2 separate regions of the Mus musculus genome follow, and region 1 is linked to region 2. A link is a contact called in public Micro-C data. All regions are on one chromosome and are shown on one strand. The core of a region is the stretch at or near the end of the contact, and the rest is flanking DNA. Distances in the headings are between cores, read along the strand shown.

Evidence for each region. A called contact is a pair of places that touch in the nucleus more often than the background predicts.
Region 1: a Micro-C map of embryonic stem cells shows a contact between it and region 2, with 2.1 times the contacts expected there. The contact joins the enhancer-like site here to the promoter of Pebp1 in region 2. A contact is called at or near these places in 1 of 484 Hi-C or Micro-C datasets (embryonic stem cells), 1 of 115 datasets of contacts at active chromatin or transcription factors (embryonic stem cells) and 2 of 9 other capture datasets (adipose tissue and liver).

Annotation. Positions count from the first base shown.
Region 1 is chr5:117,439,447-117,442,694 of GRCm38.p6, forward strand. The region is part of intron 1 of Ksr2 (kinase suppressor of ras 2); the gene reads left to right. Among named protein-coding and RNA genes, the nearest start is that of Ksr2, 27 kb to the left of the region's middle. Within about 2 kb of position 1,480, at least 16 of the 459 cell types and tissues checked have an H3K27ac peak or open chromatin away from gene starts, as enhancers often do. A contact at or near this core is called in embryonic stem cells, where this site is marked.
Region 2 is chr5:117,285,788-117,288,951 of GRCm38.p6, forward strand. It overlaps Pebp1 (phosphatidylethanolamine binding protein 1), which reads right to left and starts at 1,777. Exons shown (of 4, transcript NM_018858.2): 1 at 1,622-1,777; 2 at 348-457; 3 at 1-34. The coding sequence starts at 1,756.

The sequences.
Region 1 (3,248 bases), core at 230-2,729, 150 kb after region 2:
TTGTGTGTGTTTGTGGGCACCACACTCACTCAGATGTCCTCAGAGACCAGGGGACAGTGTGCACATTCTAGAGTTGGGTGCTGGGAACTGAGCCCCCCGCCCCTGTCCTCTGCAAGAGCAGTGAACCACTGAACTGCCTCTCCAGCCCCTTATTTCTGTACTTTTAGTAAGTGATGAGTACTCTCCTTAAAGCTCAGATTCCGATGCTAGCTCTCCCTTAACCAGGCATTTCCTTGAACAACAGATGAAAATATTTATACATAAAGTCTTACACACGTTCGCGACCGGCCAGGAAAGACGCAGCAAACCAGAATCTTCTGCGGCAAAACTTTATTGCTTACATCTTCAGGAGCAAGAGTGCAAGAGCCAGAGCAAGAGCTCTATTGCTTACATCTTTAGGAGCCAGAGCGCAAGAGAGCAAGAGCCAGAGCAAGAGAGAGAATGGCGAAACCCCGTCCCTTTTTAAGGAGAATTATTCTCCGCCTAGGACGTATTACTCCCTGATTGGCTGCAGCTCATCGGCCGAGTTGTCATCACGGGGAAGGCAGAGCACATGGAGTGAAGAACTACCCTTGGCACATGCGCAGATTATTTGTTTACCACTTAGAACACAGGATGTCAGCGCCATCTTGCAACGGCGAATGTGAGGGTGGCTTCCCACAATAAAGTCCTTGAAGCAGCCACTGAGGGAGACACCTGCCTGCCAGAGCTCCTGGGTGTCATTGAAAACACCTTAGAGGACAGTCTGAAGAGTCATAAGTGTCGCTCCCCCTCCCTCCCTCCCTCCCTCCCTCGGTTCCTTCCTGTAACTTTTGTCCATAGCCCAGGTTGTACTAAAACTCTTTGTAGCTATTGAGTATGACTTTGAACTCAAGACACTACAGGTCCTACCTCCCAATTACTGAAGTACCCAACACGCTGTCTGTTTAAAGGCTGGCTCAGGTCCATCCTCTCAAAGAACCAGCCGGTTGGAACTGGAGGTCACAGCGCTGATGGGCCAGGCTGGAATCTAAAACATAACTCAAAGGGAGGAGACCGTAGCATGGGTTTTAGTCTTCGACCATTCACATCTGCTTCAAAAGGTGACCTGGCGGGCTGCTTTGGACCGAAGCCTTGCTGAGCCAGCACAAGGTACAAATAGCTATCATTGTATGGTAGGAATAGTGCTGGCGCCCGGATGCAGGACAGCGGCTCTCAGACATTGGCCACGTTGCATTTGAATGCCAAAGTGAAATAAAAGGAGTTGTACCAGACGACTCCAAGTTTGGGAAAGGCTTTTGTTGTAGATATAAGGGAGAAAGACAGAGGGAGAGCCACTGGCAAAGAGAGGTGGCCAGGGCCAAGGGACCAAGACCAAAATGGCTGAGTTATGTAGGGATCAAGCTGGGGGAAGGGAAGCAGAAGCCCAGCCTGTGGCGGGGTTGTGGGGGTGACTTAGGTAGGGGACAGGGCGAGGTGTGCTGGGTGGAGCCACGGGCGGTTAGGGATGTTGGGAGAGCTGGGTGGAGGACGCTGGTGAAGTGAGACTTGTCTTGGGTCTGAGACCCAACAGCATGAAAGTTGAGATCGTATGCTCACGAGGAAAGGCTGTTCCAGAGAGAAGGAACAGAATACTCAGAAAGTCAGAGGTAGGAAAGGCATCAGGGAACCAAACAAACGCCAAAGCGGCTGAAATCTCCAGAGCCCCAGGCCCTCTGGGAAACCCAGAGACCAGCAGTCCATCTTCCCTTCCCTCCTCTGGCTTCCTGGCTGCATTTCATAGGAGAGCGAGGCGTGTCACCGGCCAAATTGAATAAGCCCCTCTAATCGACCGTCTCCACTTCTCAAATACGATTTGAAAGCCTAACGTGGATTTATTGGTCCCCTAAGGTAGAGGCAGGTTCTGGTAGCAGCACGGCACACCCAGTACCTTGGGAGACTGCTGCGCAGGGTGCGTAGGACTCAGAGTTGCAAGGGTTGGAGCACGAGGAGGTGCAGTTGGGAGGGAAGAGATTAGGGGAGTGGAAATATGTTTTCTGGCCTCGCTCCGTTACTATCAACAACAGCAGAGAAAGCGTCTCCGCGGGGTTATGAAAAATTCATTAGTAGCATGCTTAGAGGGCTGAGAGGCCGGCCATTGTTTGATTAGATTAGCGAGGAAGAGAGCAGTCCTAAATGAACTGAGATTAAGAGCCGGACTCCCCCTCACCTACCCCACCCCACCCCCATCCCCACCCCCAGCCAGTCCTCTCTGCATGCAATCACAGCTTCTTCCAGCCAGCCATCTTTGCTTGTCTGCTGAGCTGGTTAGGGCCTGGGACAGTACAGAAAAGGGGTCTTGGAGGGGTCTCGGAGGAGTCTCGGAGGGGTCTCAGGCATTCCAGCTCCAGCTGTTCCCTAGGGGCTGCCCTCCTGTTTGAAAGACCTGTTTTCTTTCTCCTGGGTCTTCCAGAGTCCAGAACCTTAACACAGGTGTGGCGTTTGAGACCGAGGAATGGGTTTGGGAGAGAACTAGGGAGAGGCCTGATGAGAAACACACTCAGCAAGCAGTCTAGGAGACAGACCACCAGCGATCGACACAGAGTTGCCTAGCGTGCTGGCACGCCCTTCACCCCGTTACTCTAGAGGGAGAGGGATGAGGATCGCTGTGATTTGAGGACAGCCTGGTCTACACAGCAAGTTCTGGGCCAGCTAGGGTAACGCAGTGAGACTCTGTCTGGGCTTGGGGAGATGAGGCCCAGAGAGATGGCTCAGCGGTCAAGAACCGCTCTTGCAGAGGACCCGACTAAGTTCCTGGCTCACAACAGCGTGTAACCCCAGTTCAGAGCATCAGACACCCTCTTCTAGTTTCTATGGGCACTTCACACATGTGGTGCACAGATGTACACATAGGGAAAACACTTATTCATATATAAAAAAAAATCTTAAAAAAAAAAGAACAGAGCCAGTTCTGTAAAGCAGCCTACTATTAATGTCTGACATTCAACATCAATCCACAGCTCCAACATGATGCGGTGATGTCATGACGCAGCTCCGCCAGGTGCGATGCATGCTTGTATTCCCAGTGTTGAATTACTCGGGGCTCACACCCACCCAGCACATTCTGGGCCAGTGAGAGACTTTGGCTCAAAACCCAATGTGGACAGCTATTGAAGAATGACTCCGAAAGTTGACCTCTGACCTCCACACACATTCCAAAACTGAGGGGTGCTGTTAAGTCTGAGAGAAGGCGAGGCTTGCAGAGCTGGCTTAGGAGGAAATGATGCGTG
Region 2 (3,164 bases), core at 527-3,026:
CTTCATGTTGACCACCAGGAAGTGGTGCCACTCCCTGCGGAGACAGAACACGAGGGGCTGTGAGCACCAGACACCTAGGACATTCTCAAGCTGGGCAATAACAGGCAGATGATACACTGGGAAGCCACAAGCAAGCATGAGGGCCTCACACCAAGAGACCCTGTTCCGGGGGGAGGGGGGCTGAGGTTGTGGCTCAGGGGGTCTCAGCCTGTGCTGCACGAGGCCCAGGACTTTCTCCCCACCACTACAAAATGACTGTAACCCCAGGAGGTCCACGCATCCCTGTCCAGCAGGGACTTCCGTGTCCGGATGATAGATAGCCTCTCCCCATCTTTTCCCCAACTGGCCTGAATTTGGGATCCTTCCTGCTGGGAGCATCGGGGTCTGTGAGGACCAGGGTGTAGAGTTTCCCAGGATCAAGGCCGTCCCATGAAATGCTGCTGGGCCTGTTCATAACCTGTAGGAAGGAACCAGTGTGGGGGTAAAAATCTAGAAATGCTCTCAAAACTCAACACTCTGCCACCTTATATTCCCAAAAGGTAAAACATGAGGGTTATTATTTTTATTCCTTTCTTTTACTACCGAGACAAAAAAAAAAATAGTTTATAGCAGTTTCACCCATGCAGATTAGTGGTAATTCCTAAGTATGGCCGCTACTAAAAGCCTGAAGCTTGGAGCTGGAGAGAATGCTGGGTTCCAAGAACTCTTGCAAAGGGTAGACATTTCCTGGCACTCCTGTGGGGGGGGGGTGGGGGGGTGCAACTCCAGCTCCAGGGGACCTGATGCCTCTTCTGACCTCCACAGCTCCCTGCTCTCTCACACACACAGCCACACACTCGCACATAATTAAAAACACAAAACCAATCTTAAAGAGCCAGGAGTCTAAAAAAAAATTTTAATTAAACAAAACAAAACCAGATGTGGTGCACGCCTTTAATCCCAGCACTGGAGAGGCAGAAGCAGGCAGATCTCTGTGAGTTCAAGGCCCGCCAGGGCCACAACTGAGTGAGACCCTACATGTAACACACACACCAAGCCAGCCTCGACAAACACTTGCCCACGTTATTAACAGAAAGTGGTGAGACAAGGAAGTCCGACGGTGGCAACGGGTCCTCCTCCACAACCTCACTGAGGGTCCCGAGCTACCTAACGCCTTTAAATATGGTGGCCAACGGTCCGCTTGGGGCCAGCTGAGGAGTAATCCGCCCTCGGAAAACGAGAGCGGCCAAGGACACGTACAAAGTTTGGGACAAGGGAGACCGGCCAGGGCTCCGAATGGAAACCTTCCAAGTCACCATCTCAAACCCTGCGCTCTAAATATATAAAGAGAACGGTTAGACCCAGTTTCTCTGAGCTTGGAACCGCTCTTGAGCGTCAGCATCCCACCCCCACCGCCACCCCCAGGAGCAACACAGGTTAATGAGAAAGCGCTGGCCCCGGAATCATTAATAAAGTGCGGGCTGCTCCCTGAGGAGGTGATTGCAAGCTCGGGACATTAGAAGGTTACAGAAGAGGCTTTCGGCTGTCGGGTGACGCTCCCGTCCGGTATACAAAGGCTGAGCTCGAGGCCTGCTCCGCCCCGCTGTCCCCCGGTCTCCCCGGCGGCGGGCCCACACCGTACCTGGGTGGGCGTTAGCACTTTGCCCAGCTCGTCCACCGTCACCCCGGCGTAGTCGACCCGCAGGGCGTGCTGGGGCGGCTCGTCCACCTCCTGCAAGCACAAGGGCCCGGCCCACTGGCTGATGTCGGCGGCCATGGCGATGGAGAGTTGGAAGGCACGCGCACGCCGAGTCCCGAGCGCTGTTAACGTAAAGCGCTTGCGCAGTTGACTGCCGCCCCGGGACCAACCGCAGGTCGGGTCACGCCCCTTCGCTCTCTGATTGGCTGAGCCGGAGCTGGGCGGTCCGAGCGCCAGGGTCACTGCGAAACTTCGCGGGTTGTGCCTGCAGGCCAGTGCGTGCATGGCTGTGGTGCAGATTAATGTTGCGGCTTCTCCTTTGCATTTGAAGGACTCTCTGCCCCATTTCGCAGTTCCCGGAGATAAGGCCATGCTTTCTCCCTAGCACTTCTTCAAACGAGCCAGGTTTCTTCCCTGCGTTATCTTTTGTTGTTGTTTTAAAAGTTCTTTAAATGCCAACGAAATTCAACCTCCCGGGAATCAATCAGTGTGTTGGTTGGGCTTAACCGCGGAGTGCAGGTGACTCCATAGCAGCAGTTCTGCAAGTTCTGCACAGATGATGGCCTTCCATCGCCGCCTAAATGCCCACACCGGAAACTCTCATCATTTAACCTTCCAAATGTTGTGCCTGTAAATTTGGGCAGAATTGCACGCACATGGTTGAGAGGAATGGCTGGATCTTGGTTGAGGCTTCAATGACAACTCTGCCTCCTAAGAGTGAATGTTGATAGACTACAAGCCCCATCTTCACGGTGCCTTCAAGTAGCAACTGCTGAGATCCTGAAGGGCTGGAACAAGACCTTTTACAGACAGTGTGACTTTACAAGACAAAGTGGAATTCAGGTTGCCAGTCGTTAGCTTCAGAATGTGGGTATCTCCTGGGGGGTTCCCAGATCATCCTAGGGGTCCTGAAAGAGATATTGAAAGTGTGATTGACAGGACCAGACTGAGGGTAAGCAAAGCTGGACCGGCCATCGCCAACTTTGCAGTTAGATACCAGCAGCCTCCCAAGACTGGAAGTAGTCAGAAATGTATGAAACTAGGTTTTTACAGTGTGGTAGCTAATAGAATACTCTACCCTTCAGGGACGATATGATCCCGGATTTGTTTGTTTGCTGGTTTGGGGTGTTGTTGTTATTGTTATTGTTGAGACAGGGTTTCTCTGTAGGCTTGGCTGTCCTGGAATTCGCTCTGTTGACCAGGCTGGTCTCCAACTCAGAGCTCTGTCTGCCTCTGCATCCTGAGTGCAGGGGTTAAAGACCTGTGCCACCACACCCAGCTCTCACTGATTTTTTTCACTTATTTATTAATTATATGTGGGGGGTTGGGGGAAGATACTGGACATGCCTGCAACAGGTCCAAGTATAGAGGTCAGAGAAAAAATGTGAGAGTCCACGTCTCCTTCTGTTGTACCACGTGGTGCCAGGGATGGACCTCAGGACTCTTGTAAGCTCCAGGAAACCCACTCAGATCTACATCTCATGGA